Regions from separate parts of the Mus musculus genome. Here regions 1, 2, 3 and 5 are each linked to region 4. Evidence: chromatin contacts called from public HiChIP or PLAC-seq and promoter capture Hi-C data. All regions are on one chromosome and are shown on one strand. Each heading gives the region's core, a stretch centred on a gene start, on an enhancer-like site or on the middle of the called end of the contact. The rest is flanking DNA. Distances are from core to core; before and after follow the strand shown. Region 1 holds the start of Elovl1 (elongation of very long chain fatty acids (FEN1/Elo2, SUR4/Elo3, yeast)-like 1). Region 2 holds the start of Tmem125 (transmembrane protein 125). Region 3 overlaps St3gal3 (ST3 beta-galactoside alpha-2,3-sialyltransferase 3). Region 4 holds the start of Ptprf (protein tyrosine phosphatase, receptor type, F). Region 5 holds the start of Tie1 (tyrosine kinase with immunoglobulin-like and EGF-like domains 1).

Evidence for each region. Promoter capture Hi-C pulls out the DNA fragments that hold promoters and counts their contacts. HiChIP or PLAC-seq counts read pairs in DNA pulled down with a chosen protein or histone mark. Capture Hi-C pulls out chosen DNA fragments and counts their contacts.
Region 1: a contact with region 4 is called in a CTCF HiChIP or PLAC-seq map of the NIH/3T3 cell line, with 9 read pairs. The contact joins the promoter of Elovl1 here to the promoter of Ptprf in region 4. A contact is called at or near these places in 5 of 39 promoter capture datasets (the 3T3-L1 cell line, 3T3-L1-derived adipocytes, the HPC-7 cell line and 1 more), 1 of 15 datasets of contacts at CTCF or cohesin (the NIH/3T3 cell line), 5 of 484 Hi-C or Micro-C datasets (the N1E-115 cell line, embryonic fibroblasts, embryonic stem cells and 2 more), 2 of 115 datasets of contacts at active chromatin or transcription factors (embryonic stem cells and pancreatic cancer cells) and 3 of 9 other capture datasets (adipose tissue, liver and pancreatic islet).
Region 2: a promoter capture Hi-C map of adipose tissue shows a contact between it and region 4. The contact joins the promoter of Tmem125 here to the promoter of Ptprf in region 4. A contact is called at or near these places in 3 of 39 promoter capture datasets (the 3T3-L1 cell line, hippocampal neurons and liver), 1 of 484 Hi-C or Micro-C datasets (embryonic stem cells), 2 of 115 datasets of contacts at active chromatin or transcription factors (embryonic stem cells and pancreatic cancer cells) and 2 of 9 other capture datasets (adipose tissue and embryonic stem cells).
Region 3: a contact with region 4 is called in a CTCF HiChIP or PLAC-seq map of the NIH/3T3 cell line, with 7 read pairs. The contact joins the enhancer-like site here to the promoter of Ptprf in region 4. A contact is called at or near these places in 4 of 39 promoter capture datasets (hematopoietic stem and progenitor cells, hippocampal neurons, liver and 1 more), 1 of 15 datasets of contacts at CTCF or cohesin (the NIH/3T3 cell line), 1 of 484 Hi-C or Micro-C datasets (embryonic stem cells), 4 of 115 datasets of contacts at active chromatin or transcription factors (embryonic stem cells and pancreatic cancer cells) and 1 of 9 other capture datasets (adipose tissue).
Region 5: a promoter capture Hi-C map of liver shows a contact between it and region 4. The contact joins the promoter of Tie1 here to the promoter of Ptprf in region 4. A contact is called at or near these places in 4 of 39 promoter capture datasets (cranial neural crest, frontonasal cranial neural crest and liver), 1 of 115 datasets of contacts at active chromatin or transcription factors (embryonic stem cells) and 1 of 9 other capture datasets (liver).

The regions. Positions count from the first base shown.
Region 1 is chr4:118,426,723-118,429,443 of GRCm38.p6, reverse strand. It overlaps Elovl1 (elongation of very long chain fatty acids (FEN1/Elo2, SUR4/Elo3, yeast)-like 1), which reads right to left and starts at 1,351. Exons shown (of 8, transcript NM_019422.3): 1 at 1,229-1,351.
Region 2 is chr4:118,542,431-118,545,130 of GRCm38.p6, reverse strand. Tmem125 (transmembrane protein 125) reads left to right here and starts at 1,405. Exons shown (of 4, transcript NM_172383.3): 1 at 1,405-1,531; 2 at 1,632-1,775; 3 at 2,371-2,530.
Region 3 is chr4:118,056,926-118,059,625 of GRCm38.p6, reverse strand. All of the region lies in intron 2 of St3gal3 (ST3 beta-galactoside alpha-2,3-sialyltransferase 3), which reads left to right. Among named protein-coding and RNA genes, the nearest start is that of St3gal3, 77 kb to the left of the region's middle. Within about 2 kb of position 1,370, at least 44 of the 459 cell types and tissues checked have an H3K27ac peak or open chromatin away from gene starts, as enhancers often do. A contact at or near this core is called in the NIH/3T3 cell line, adipose tissue and pre-B cells, where this site is marked.
Region 4 is chr4:118,290,065-118,292,764 of GRCm38.p6, reverse strand. It overlaps Ptprf (protein tyrosine phosphatase, receptor type, F), which reads left to right and starts at 1,368. Exons shown (of 33, transcript NM_011213.2): 1 at 1,368-1,585.
Region 5 is chr4:118,488,495-118,491,194 of GRCm38.p6, reverse strand. It overlaps Tie1 (tyrosine kinase with immunoglobulin-like and EGF-like domains 1), which reads left to right and starts at 1,346. Exons shown (of 23, transcript NM_011587.2): 1 at 1,346-1,547. The coding sequence starts at 1,490. It also overlaps the pseudogene Gm12859.

The DNA.
Region 1 (2,721 bases), core at 102-2,601, 140 kb before region 4:
CCAAACCAGCCATGAATTCTTAGTTTGTCCTACTTTAGAATGGGCATCACCCTTCCCTACCAGGGAGGGGTGAGGACACCAGTGGTATGTGAGGAGGTGGGAGAGTGGGGGAGGTCTCAGGAATCTTTCCCTCTTCTGGGAGGGAGCCTCATGGGCTAGGTCCCCTCCTCCTCAAAGTTGGAAGGAATGCCAAGGGAAAGTTTATAGGGATACAAAAATTTAGCCTAGACCCAGGAGAGCCTAGGACTTTGTCCCAGAGGACTCCGGCAATTGCCCAACAAGCGGAGTGCTCCAGCTGCTCTCCATCAATCTCCAGCCTTGGGGCTTGAGTTCTACCATCCACATCCACGCTCTCACACAGTAATATGTACCTTCATCACACCGCTCTCAACCACCCCCAGAGACATGCATACCGCGCCAGGAGCTAGCCAGCATACATCCACACACAGTCCAGGCATATCTTGTTGACCACATCACCCAAACAGGCCTCCCTACTGGACTCGGACATGCCAGGCTCCTAAACTTCACACCTGTCAGGGATTGCATTAACCGCGGGACATACAGCTGACCAGGCATGGGTACATCTTCACCCACACCTCCCTTCTGCACACACAGCTCTCTGGTGAGTGACACTCATTTCTTCCTACAGTTAGACTTTGGTTGGTGGCTTATGTTGGAGTGGGGCCTAGCACTTAGGCATGTGCTCTGACACACGTGAGCTTGCCAGTTCCTTATCTCCTCCCTCAACCACCTCCTCCAATTCACTCGCCCTTCACCACCACTTAACACCGGGAGATACACAGTGACCCAGAGGGCAAGAGGGAGTCCAGACTTCTGAGGATCTCTCCCTAAGTTTGAGGGAAACCCGGGTGCGCACCACCCCCCTCCCGCAGTGAAACAGAGCCAGTTCCCTTAAGATGGATGGAAAAGAAAAAGGGCACCGGCATGGGGCAGGAAGGGAAAAGAGAGGAGTGGGCAAAGGGTGGAAGGCCAGGAGGTGCTGAAAAAGAACTAGGTGTGAGCAAATGGGGGTCAGGGGCCAAGGTGCCGGGGAGGGATCCTGTGGGCAGGCCCAGCCCCAGTGCCTGGGACCTCCCACCCACTCGCCCCAGGAACAGCCTCGCCCACAGCCTGGGCAGGGCAGGGCAAGGCAGGCAGGGCAGGGCTAGCCTGGCCAGCCAGGCAGGGGGCGCTGGCACGTGGGGAGCCATGGAAGGTACACACTCACCAGTGGAAACCAGGCGGGCAGCAGTGAAGGGTTCAAAGGGATCAGGGCCGGAGAGAAGTCCCCAGGGCCGCCTGCCGGCCACTTCCTCATCTGCTGGGCCGACTTTCTGTCACCAGAGGGGGAGGGGGCGGGCCGGGCGGGGGGCGCCTGCTGATTGGGCGGCTGGCCGAGGCAGGAGGGGCCGTCCAGCGCCTGCCTGGCCGCCAGGGCGGGAGCAGGGGCGGGTCGCCAGATCCCGGGGCAGGAAGCACACCCAGCCCCAGCTCTCCACCCCTTCCTTCGCATCTCTCAGCCTGTCCCGCCGATGACTATGGCTTGGCCCGCACCCAGCTTCTTCTTGAGGTTCAGCCTGCATGGCCCCATTCGTGGTCCTCTGTCCAGTCCAGCATGAGGACCCACTCATCTCCTGTCTGCTTTGTGACAGTCGCGGCTTATGATTACGGGAAATTTCCAGGGTTCAACCGTTCCCTCAAGGCTTTTCCTGGAAGAGGAGGGCCAGCTGTGCCTACTAAGGGCTGATTGGGGTGGCGGGAGGCTTTAGCGGGAGGCAGCAGTCGGCCACCACCATGCTTCTCAGAGCCTATAAACTTGGATGAGTCCTAGCTTTAGGAGGCACAGAGAGGATTTCCTGGAACGGAGATGGGAGAATACAAGTGGCCCCAGGCAAGAACTGTGAATCACTGTCTAAACTGGCCTTCAAGGTAGTGAAAGGGGGTGGGGGTGGGGGTAGCAAGTGAAATTGGCTGTGGTTCAATGTAGTAGATCTTGGAGGCCAAATGAGGCTGCCTGACTTATTCTAGAAGCAGAAGAAAACAAGAATTTTGAGGCAGCTCATCTCATCTGTCAGACATTTACTGGCCATCTACAGTGAGCGAAACCACATTAAGCTCTGCTCCCCACACTAACATAACTTATAACCCAGGTACAAGGTACTAGAGAGACCAGGTGAGAGGAAAACAGCTGGTCTGAAGAGGTAACAGATGGGGTTGGGAAAGCCAGACAACGTTGCAGGGGTAGGGGTGGGGGAGGAGTTAGATGTCAATTCAGTACCACCACCCACCCACCCCAGCACCAGATAGTCCAACTATTGCATGGCATGAAATCTGTCTTTCCTATAAAGACTCAATTACAGCTTGGACAACTGGATGATGTAAGTAGGCAGAGAGTTGAGGAATTTAGAAGAGGCAGTGGCTAGGAAGGATAATAGGTTCATAATTGGTGGATTTGGTTACCTAGGCATTGATAAGAGATGAAGGCCAGAGTATAGTTTTCAGCATTCTTTAGATTACCTGTTTACCTGTTAGCACCTACTCTTGACCAAAAAAAAAAAAAAAAAAAAAAAAAAAACAACCAGCAGAGAATTTACTTCCAAACCCAGCTTCTGTATCATTGTATACTAGACCCCCATGTCCCTGAAATGTCATTCTCAAGCCATAGCCTGAACTCCAGCCATCAAATGTCAGCAGCTTTCTCTCCAGTGAACATCTGTGGTG
Region 2 (2,700 bases), core at 156-2,655, 250 kb before region 4:
CAGAGCCCTGAACCATATCCCGGTTCCACCTTGAACACCCCTGTGGACACCCAGCATTGTCCAAATGCATCCCTGAGGCCCTCCAGGACCACACAGCCTGGGCCCAACTTGTCCTTCTGGTTTCATCCCAAAAGCTCAAAGGTCAAAATAGTCACACCGTCAGTCAGTTCACACTTTTATTTAGCCAGCCACTCAACAAACATTTATCGATTACCCTACGCGTACAGGCTACCGCTGGCTGCTGAGGTCATGGTGGTTAGTAAACTAGTACTTATCCCTGCAGTGGCTGGGGATACACCTCTGGGTCAGGGGTGAAAGCTAACTAACTAAAGATCTGTTGCGAATGAATATGGAAGAAACACGGGTCGTGAGTGCAGTCGGATCAGCCAGATCAGCCAAGGCATTTCAGCTCAATGATTCAAGTTGGCCAGACTCGGCCAGAGAGAGGCCGGAGGTAGGTGGGGGACAGTCCAGCTGAAGGGCAAGGGCTTCTTTTGCCTTGTCAAGAGTTGTGAAACTTATCCAACTGTCCAGCTCCAGCTGTCTACCTGAAAGGCCTCTACCCACTCATGGGGCAGGCTAATCCTGCCACTCACTTGAGGCCTCAAGGAAAATAAACAAAGGGCTTATTGGGGGAAAGCCTAAGACAGAGCTGGAGCTAGGTTTGGGGTATCGCTGATGCTGGACGCTGGGGCTGAGGATACAGTGGGATTCAGAACTAAAGTCCAGAATCAGCTGGAATGAGGAGGTTTCAGGCCAGTTGGAACCTCCTACTGGCTCTCCTCCTGCCTCAGCCTCTCAGGGTGCAAAGATTGCAGGCCTGGCTGTAGATCTTCGGGGAGGGGCTGAAGGTAAAATTAAGTTGGAGTTGTGGGGTGGGCTAGGGCTCAGACTGGGGCAGAGGGCCAGCATTCTTTCCTCCTGCTGACCCAATCTGCATATTGTGTTTCAGACCTACCAGCAGCGGACAGAAGCCCCTCCCTTCCCAGGAATGTCTCAGCCCCACTGAAGTCGCAGGGCCACGTCAGCCAATTGGCTCAGGCCCTGCCCTGGAAACAGCACCTGTTAATCCCCCCCTCCTTCCAGCTCACCTGGGTGCAGGTTAGGCAGGTGAAGCGTCTCCCCGGAAACAGACCTAGAGCGCCCAACCTGCTGGGTCCTGCCTGCTCAAATCGGATTCAGCACAGCCAGGCGTCCCGTGAGTGCCCCATACGCCCCACCCCCACCTTTTTCACGGGTTCTACTACCGGGAACCTCCACCCACGCTGGGGTCGTTCCCCAATAGACGGTGTCAGCACCTTCAGATGAGCAAGCCACAGTCCTGAGGAATGCTGGGACAGACTCCGCCCACGGTCCCTCCCCCAACCACCCTTGGGGCGTGGGCATTTACCCCACCCACCTTGCGTGCCAGGCAACCTCTCTGCAAAGGGCAGAGCGGTCCCCTACTCTGTCTCGTTGGAGTAAAAACGTGGTCTCGGCAGTGTGGTCCATGTGGGTTCTGATTCACCCCGAGTCTCTCTGGCTCAAAAAAGTATGTTTTGAGCTCCTTTGCCCCGTGGGAAGTCTAAAAGGAGTATGTTAGATGACTTCTCCCACTCCTCAGAATTAACTTCTCTGTCCTCACTTTTCAGAAAAAGCCTCTAAGAGGTGAGCTGGGGCTTCCCTGCCCCACTCCCGTCCCTCCTGGACTCGCAGCTGACACCTACAGGATCGGTCTCTCCTGCTGCCGGAAGTTGGGTTCCTTGCCGGCAGTGCTAGCTTTATTTTTACCTGATGTGAGTCATGCCGCCTGTCTTGTAGGGAACAGGTTAAATGAGTAACACTGTTAGATCCCTCCCCACATTCCCACGATGGGAAGGACTAGGCTGCGGTTCAAATCCTGAGTCCTCCTTTTGCTGCCTTAGAGAACACGTGGAGCCGTTTAGCAGGGGATGGACCCGTGGGGAGCAGGCAGGTTCTGGATGAGCGCCGAGAACAGGACTGGATAGAGATATGTTTAGAGGCAAGAGACAGCCCCTGGGGCCATGGATTGGCAAAAGCAGAAGGCGCTGAGGAGCCCCCGGAGTGGGCCGAGAGGGAGGGTGGGTGGTAACAGCATCTTGAGAAAGGAACACAGGAGGAACAGGTTCAGGGTAAGATGAGGAATTTGGGTTGGGCCCTGTTGCATCAGAGACGACCAGCACTGGAAGGAGAGACTTGGAGCATGCGTCTTCTTTTGCCTGACGGAGATAGGGTGGAACTAGAGGAAGAACGGTGTTAGGGGTCAGATCCTGACCCACAGAGAAGGAAGGGTACAGCCCTATGAGAGAAGGGTCAGGCTCAGCCTGCTGGTTCCAGAAGGGTTAAGTCACCAGCCTCCCTTTCCCATAGCTTCCCCCACCCAGGACCCAGCAGTGACAGCTGAGGCCATGTGAGTCTGATCCTGAATGAGGCATTATCTCTGACAGTTTGTCCTGTCATCCACTGTGGCACCACCAGCTTCCTCCGACAGCCTGGATGGAACAGGCCACCGAGACAGCCTGTGTGAGAGGTCAGGAGCTGGGCAAGGGGATTCTCTGAAGGGGAAGGGGAGCTCTGTGGTGGAGGGAACTCTGTTGGGGTCAGGGGAGGTGCTTTGGCAAGGTGCAGTGCTAGGGTTGTAGCTCTTGGGAATAGGTCCTGAGGACCCCGGGGAAGATTCTTGGGGCCCTTCCCTGAGAC
Region 3 (2,700 bases), core at 121-2,620, 230 kb after region 4:
GTCTCAGTGGTTAAGAGCACTGACTGCTTTGCTAGAGGATCTGGCTTTGATTCCCTGCACCCATGTGTCAGCTTATAAACATCTGCGACTCTCAATCCCAGGAGACCCAACTGTCTTTTCTGGCCTCCGTGGGTACCAGGCACACAAGTGGTGCACAGACTTGTACTCAAGCAAGACACCCATACATGGGCTGAAGAGATGGCTCAGTAGTTAGAGCACTTGCTGCTCTTTCAGAGGACCCAGGTTCAGTTCCTAGCTCCCACGTGTTGCCTCACAACCAACCGGCTATATCCAGTTCCAAGGGATCTGTTACCTTCTCCTGGCATCCCTGGGGAACAGGAACTCACGTGGTGCTCATGGAAGGAAAACATTCATACATTAAATAAAAATAAATAAATCTTAAAAATACTCGAACACATGAAAATTGTTTTTAAATAGAAAAATTCTGCTGTGGCGCAGGACATAGCCGTCTCTCCACAGCCTCAGGCAGATGTGGCCGGTTCTTTCTTAGAACACTTCCCACCTTCCTGCTTTCTCCACTGCAGCAGTCAGGCCCACTCTGACCCTAAGTGCAGGAGGTTCTGGGGCGTGCCCTCCCTCAGCCGAGAACTCCCTTCTAGCCTTTGCTTCTGATGGCTCCTGTCTTCAGGTCACCGTCCCCATGCCCTAACACGCCATGGGTCATGTCTGTTCTTCCTCCTCCCCCTTGGCCTTTTAACGTTGTGTCATATCAATCAACCACCCCTGTGAGAAATGGCTTCCTTCATTTTACATACTTGGCATTTCACCCCTCGCCCACTAACGTGACTTTCTTGAGGACAGGAACACTCACGTTCTTACTCTGCGTGTCTCTGTTGTTGTTACTGTGGTGTGCAGGATATAGTATTTTCTGTATTAAGGAGCAGCGGAATCTCTCTTTTTTTCTGTCTTATCACAGGGACATGTTAGTTTACGTGTTTGAATTCTACCTGTTTGCTTGGGAACAGTCTGTTTGCTCCTCATTCTCCCACTCCTGAAGCTCGCACGGGGTGGATAGCAGAAGATCTAGATGTGGAACATATAGGGTAGCAGGCAGGCGGCACCCCAGAGTGCAGCTCATTCACACATGCCTGGGGCTTTCAAAGCCTGGGCAAAACCTAAGACTATGGGCTGCATTCTCTTCCCTACCCCTCCGTAGTCTCCACATTCTGCTTCAGAAACCAGACACAGGAAACATCTGACCGTAATAAAAAGCTTCCAGTAAATTCTAGCTTTCCTCATTGTGCAGCGAGCTCTGTCATGCTTTGGTCTGGGATTCTGTTTGGTCATTTGTGCAACACACCACATGGCCGCCCGCCTCTGGCCTAGGAGCCAGGAACAGCTGGAGCCTGGAACGCTCAAGTAAAAATGACTTATTTGTTAGCTTCAGAGGGAGAAATCTGGATTCTTGCTCTGTTGCTTGCAAAGCAAACGTCTCTTTTTGTTGAATGCTAAGTTTTCCCGTAAGCTGTCATCATGGTTTATAACTAAAATAATCTTACATCCTTTAGAATAAACACAAATAATGAATCACCAAACTGGTCTATGCCTTTAAGACTGAAAACAAAATTTATTTGAACTTACACAGAGCATGAATATGTCACTCACCCCCTGTTCATGACATCTCAACTCTGAAAACGCATGCTCCCTGAGCACAGCGACCATTGCAGAGACTCAGCTTCCCAGGAGACGGCGACCTTCCCCTCCAGGCTTCCCTCCCAAGACCCTCATCGATCACTCTTTACCTGTACCTTGTCCGTCTTCCTGGCCTGCGAGGCAGAGACCTCTCTTACTGAGCATTGGTGCTTGGTAATGCTTGCGGCAAGGGGCCTAGAGCTGATGAGGGAATGCTGCCTAGCCTGTGCAAAGCCCTGGGCTCCATCCCTGGGACCGAGGAACAAACTGTGGGAAGGAAGGAAGAAGAAAAGAAGAGAAGTGAAATTGGGTTGTCCAGGAGTTGATGTAACTGCTCTGAGCTCTCAGGATGGCCCCAGTAACTGAAAAGCCGAACAACCCTCACCACAAACAATGGAAGAGATCTGGAACCTGCCGTGCCTTGGCTCCAATACCAGCCAGTGTGCGCTGGAGCAGTTATTTTTAATCTTTTTCTTCTCCCCTTCCTCCTCCCCTCTCACCCCACTTCTCTCTCTCTCTCTCTCTCTCTCTCTCTCTCTCTCTCTCTCTCTCACACACACACACACACACATACACACACACACACACACACACACACACTCATTTCTGGTCCCAAGTAAAACTCTCCCACCTCAGCTCAAATAGCTGGGACTCCAGTGAGCGCCAGTACCCGGCCCCACCCCCACCCACTTGATGCAAATAACACATGTTCACTGTGGACATTTTGTAGAGTCTTGCCACCAAAGGCAGCCACTACCAGCAATTACTGCTCTTTAGTTATTCAAGTAAGGTCTAGCTTTTTTTAATATGTGGATCAAAAAATTTCAAAAACAGATTATTAGATCAGGATTGCTTATGAGTGAGAAGAAAGTAAATTACAATTGGAAAAATGTCAACCAGTGAAAATCAGGTACTTAAAATTTTATTATTTTTTTGCATCTGGGTGTGTGTGTGTGTATGTGTGTTTGTGCGCAGGGCTAAGGTTGACATCAAGTGTCTTCCTTGACCTACACTTTGTATTTTGAAGCAGGGTCTTGTGCCGAGCTC
Region 4 (2,700 bases), core at 119-2,618:
AAGTGATAGTTTCACGTGAGGAGCCTGAAGGCTTTGATGCCAAGGCTGGCTCTTGTTTGGAGATCACCAAGTCCCTATAATCACAGCTTGGAATATAAATCTTCAAGCAGGTTATTGGTTTAGTCCCTAGCACTGCACACACTGGACACGGTGGCACGTGCATTTGAATTTGACATGAGGTCAGTGAAGTTCAAATGCAAGTGGATGGTTTCAGGGTGGTGTGGCTGTGGACAAGGAGTCTGGAATTCAATGCTAAGGCGTATACTGAACAGATCTTGAGACCGGGGATCATTCATATCTGCTAGAATTAGTGTAGATGTTGGGATATTGGTTAGCCTCTGGGTGGGGTTGACCTCAGATCAGAGCACAGGGGAAGAGCGGTGTAGAGATAAAGGTCCGTGTGGAGTTTCTGTAAAGCCAGTCCCATCTCAGGTTGCACAATTATTAGAGTTGGATCAGATTATTATACTAAAAGATCACCAAGATGGGAGAGGTATTGAGATCAGTGTCTGTATTAGGGTGTGTTCCCCAACTCCTCTGGTGACCCAGTTCCAATTTTTCTATTGGAATTGAGAGTTTCAGCGTTGGAGTGTTCAGCAATCAAGAGCAGAGGACTTGGGTCTGGTTCCCGGCACCCACACTGGGTTCCTCACACCCTCCTGTAACACCACACGGTGAATATGCATATACAAGCACACACACACACTGGCGTACACACACAAATACATATATAAATAAAAATCTTCTTTAAAAATCAAGAATCCCAGCAGGGAAATGTTCTTGTCTGGGATAGAAATAAAGCAGAGACTAGAACACATGAAAGCACTGGGCTCCGGTGTGAGGCAGCTGCCTTAGCATAGTATTTTCTTCTGTATAAGGGTCTCAATATCTATACCGGACTCCATTCAGACCAAGGGTTGGGGCTGCTATCAATATCAAACTTAGGCCAGGTAGAAGAAATGAAGCCATTTAGTGTTCGAATCTGTAATTGGAGTCCATACACTATAGGCGTTCAGTTAAAAAAAAAATTACTACTTTTTCTGATTGCTAGGCAAATTTTAGGGTCTGGACTCAACATTAGGTTTAAAGGTGGTTCTGGGTTGGATTGGCGGCAGGGGACCCTAGAGAAGTATTACGTACATGTGAGGATTTGGGAGGGTCTGGACTTTTGTGTCTAAGTTTGGTTCTATCCACGCTCGTTCCTGAGGTTTAAGCTCAATTTTGATGTTCCAGGCGGTTTAGACTTGGGGTTGGTCTGCAGCCTCGTTGGGCCTACAGCTCCACTCCTCTACAAGCGAGAGTGCACGAGGGGAGGGGCGGCGCCGGGGACGCGCACGGCAGGGGCAGGGACGCGGGCGCGGGCGGGCGGGCGCGCGCGGCTGGAGCTGGCGCGGGAGCGGTGGCGGCGGCGGCGGCAGAGGCGGCGGCTCCGGCTCCAGCTCCGGCTCCGGCTCCGGCTCCTGCTCGGGCGGCGGTGGAGGTGGCGGTGGCGGGAGCGGGCGACGGCGGCGGCAGCGGCGGACTGAGAACGGCGGCCTCAGCGGCTCGAGGGGGGACATGCAGACCGACGGCCCCCGGAGAGGCGGTGAGTGACCCCCCGAGCCCCCTTCGGGCCCCTCGATGCGCGGCCCTTCCGCGCCATCCCCACCCTGCCCCCGCGTCCGTGGAGCTGAGCCGGGGGCGGGCCCGGGGGCGCCCGGAGGCCGGGCCGCGCCCCCACCTGCCGCGCCCGCGATCTCGTCCGAGCCCCCGCCGCACCTGAGCCGCAGCCCGCACCCCCCGTGCAAAGTTTCCCCGCGCCGGTGGGCGCCCGGTTCCCCATCCGCCGCGGTCGCGCTCCGGGGGCGGCCTTCAGCCTCCCCCGCCGGCCCCGGGCGGGTCCAGGCCGCCTCCCCCGTCCCACGGCGCCCCCTCCCCGCCGGCGGAAGAGCCGCAGCCGACGCCGGGTCTCGCGGGCAACCGGGCGCACGTGCGGCCCCGGGACGAGCGGGGCGTGAGTTGCGAGCCCCCCTTCCCTGGTCTCCGTACGGAGCGCGGCCCGGGGAGGGGCCGGCCGGGCGGTCCCAACCCCCACCTCGAGCGGCGCCCTCGAGGCCCCAGAGCGGCTCGTCCCGGGAGGACGGGTGCGCTCGGACCCGCTCCGAAAGTTCACTCAGTCGCCTCCCGGCGTCCCGCCCCGTCCCGTCCCGTTCGGGTGTGCCTGGTCCCCAGTCTCTGCGCCCGGGTTTTCGTCTCGGCGCCTTTCTCGGTTTCCCTAGGTGTCTCCGGCTCCCTGTGTCGCTCACTGCCTCCCGATCTTCCTCCCTGCGGTCTCAGCTTGTCCAGCCGTGGGTTTCTCTCCCTTTCCAGTCTCTGTTTCTCTCCCCGAGTATCGGGTTCTTTCTCCCTGGTCTTCCTGTCCTCTTTCCCCAGGTCTCCGTGTTCCCTTTCTTCAGGTCTCCCTGTTCCCTCTCCCAGGTTTCCATGTTCCCTCTCCCCGAGTCTCCGTGTTCCTTCTCCCCGGGTCTCCCTGTTCCCTCTCCCCGGGCCTCTGTGCCTCCATGTCTCTGTAGCTCCCTCCTTAGGTGTCTCTCTGCTTGGTGTCTCTGAATCCCCCTCTGTCAGGCCCCCTCCCCCACGTCTCCGGAATGCGGCCCCTCTGGTTCTTCTTACCCCGGGAGGGGGAGGGGCTAGCCCTTCTCCCCATTTCTCCCCCTCCCT
Region 5 (2,700 bases), core at 97-2,596, 200 kb before region 4:
GTAACTGCTAGATCCTTGGACTTCCATTCACAGCTGCGACTGAATCATTGTTGGGAATTGGGCTGCCAACTGTAAGTCATCAATAAATTCCTTTACTATCTAGAGACTGTCCGTAAGTTCTGTGACTCTAGAGAACCCTGACTAATACACCAAGTTTCCTGATTTAAAAGACGCTGAAGCAGTTCAGAAATTCTTCCTTGAAGAGACACAGCTTGGTGAAGGGTTATTAGCACAAGGTGACTACGAGAAGGGTGTGGACCACCTGACAAATGCCATTGCTGCCTCCGCAGCTGCTGCAAGTGTTCCAGCAGACTCTTCCACCACCAGTGTTCCAGATGCTCCTGACCAAGCTTCCGACCGTTAGTCAGAGAACTGTAAGTGCTCAGAGCCTGGCTGACAATGATCTGGAATGAACCAGATAACAACATAATAAAATCTCAGTAAAATAATTTAACAGTTAGCTTGGAAGCTGGTCAGCTCTGGGGAAATCAGGGTAAATTGTGCTGTCATGAACTGTCCCACACTGACATCGGCCAAAGTGAATATGAACTTTGGTAGATCCAATGCCTGTTCTATTTATTTTTCCAGTGAAAAGTATTTTGATAGAGCTTTTCATTTTGTAAATACACTGAGTTAACCAAAATATCATGGATTTCCGTTTGTTCTTAAGACATGCAACTCGTCTACGGCTATACCACTCTGAACGCGCCCGATCTCGGAAGACATGCAACTCAAATGTAAATACAGTAGAATATTACTTAGGTAGAAACTCCTGGTGATTTTAAAAGATTGGAAAAGAATATGAGGAAGAGTTGAATAATGCAAATTCTAGTGTGTGTGCTACCGAAGTGAACACTTAATGCACAGTCTACAGACTAGGACATTTTATCGTGTGTTGTAAAATTGGGTAGAAACTTGTGTTTGTGAAAACTGAGCATTAAAACCTTACAGAGACCGTTTCTTGTTTACTTTTGAAAAAAAAAAGAGTCACGTGAGCCTCATTTTGTATTTGTGTGTGTGTGTGTGTGTGTGTCTCCCCTCCTCCCAGCGTGTGTGTGCTGGGAGGAGGGGAGACCCCAGAACAATGTCCTGCCTCCAAACCTTCTCAATAGGCGGAAGCCACTGGCTTCCTCCCTTTCCTGTCTCCCGTGCTCCAGCAATGCAGATGGAAGGGACCGAAGGGATGGGAGAGAGAGCCCAACCATCCCCAGATCTGTCCTTGTCACAACCTGCCTCCCACCTCTAATGCCCCCCCTTCCAGAGACTTCCAGGCCACACCCATCCCGGGCTTGTGGGGGCTGGACACGGGAGGACTACAGGCGACAACTCTTCCCACCCTCTCTCCCTGCCACCCCTCCTACCCTAACCATCATTTCCTCTTCCTCCCCAGCACCGAGGTGCACTGAGCTGGACAGGCTGAACACTCAGACCCACAGCAACTGACCCCGGGCCCAGCTGGCCTTGGCTGGCCCAGGGCAGCTTCCAGAGTATGGTCTGGTGGGGATCCTCTTTGCTGCTCCCCACTCTTTTCTTGGCCTCTCATGTTGGTAAGTCTTCCCTGGAGTGAGCAGAGCTCCTCCCTGACTCTTGATTTCAAGGCCTTAATTCCAGCCCCCGACCCCCAAGAAACCCTAGCCTAGCCTAGCAATAGACCTCACAATATGGTGGTGAGCATGGGTTGGGGGAAGGGAAATAGAGAGTTATTGTTTAATGAGTGTAGCATTTCAGTTAGGGTGTGGTGGTGGACTTCTTTAATCCCAGCACTTGGAAGGCCAGCCTAGACTACACAGAGGACTCCATGTTAGCCCCATAAAGACTTATGGAGACCTTACGTCAAAAACAAAAACAAGAGCTGTGGAAATGGGTGGTGATGTTCACATGAGGTTATGAATGCATTTATTAACACTGAATTGACTGTTTACAAGTGGTTCTAACGGTAGATTCTAGGGTATGTGTATTTTAACACAACTTAAAAATTGCAGGGACAAGCAGAAACTGACATCATCATCATCATCGTCGTCGTCATAGCGTCATGACGATTTTGATCCACCAAGAATGAGGTCAGGGTGGGGAAAACTCAGGCAGGTGCTAGGAATCACTGCCTGGAGGGGGGAGAGGTGAGTAGGGGCAGAAGTCAGCCATCAACTTGGACCTCACGAGTAACTGTGTTGGGCTTAATCAATAATTCATTGGACAGACAAGCATGGTGGCTTTAACTCCAGTACTCAGGAGGCAAAAGCAGGTAGATCTCTGAGGTTCGAAGCCAGCCTGGTCTACATAGCAAGTCCCAGGACAGCCAGAACTACATAGAGAGACCCAGTCTCAAAATAATAACAATAATAATAATAATAAAATTTATTTAGCACCAATGATGTTCCATTAGTTGAGAATATGGCAACACCTAAACCTATCATATGACAACTAAATGATGCTGGGCTCCCAAAGGTTGATACGTTTGTTGTTTAAATGGAGCTGTGTGTACAGAGGGCATGGAGAAGCTTCTGAATGCTGGTGGCAGGTCCTTTCAGTCTGCTGACCAGAGAACTAGAAGTCAGAGGCTGCCTTTGAGTGGTTCTGTCTGGTGGGAAACACAGGCCAGGAATGAGGGCCAGACAGAAGCAGACATCAAGAGCTTTTGAGAAGCACTGAGAAGAGAGTCAGCTTACTCTGCCACAGGACCAGAAAAGTCATGAAGGGTTT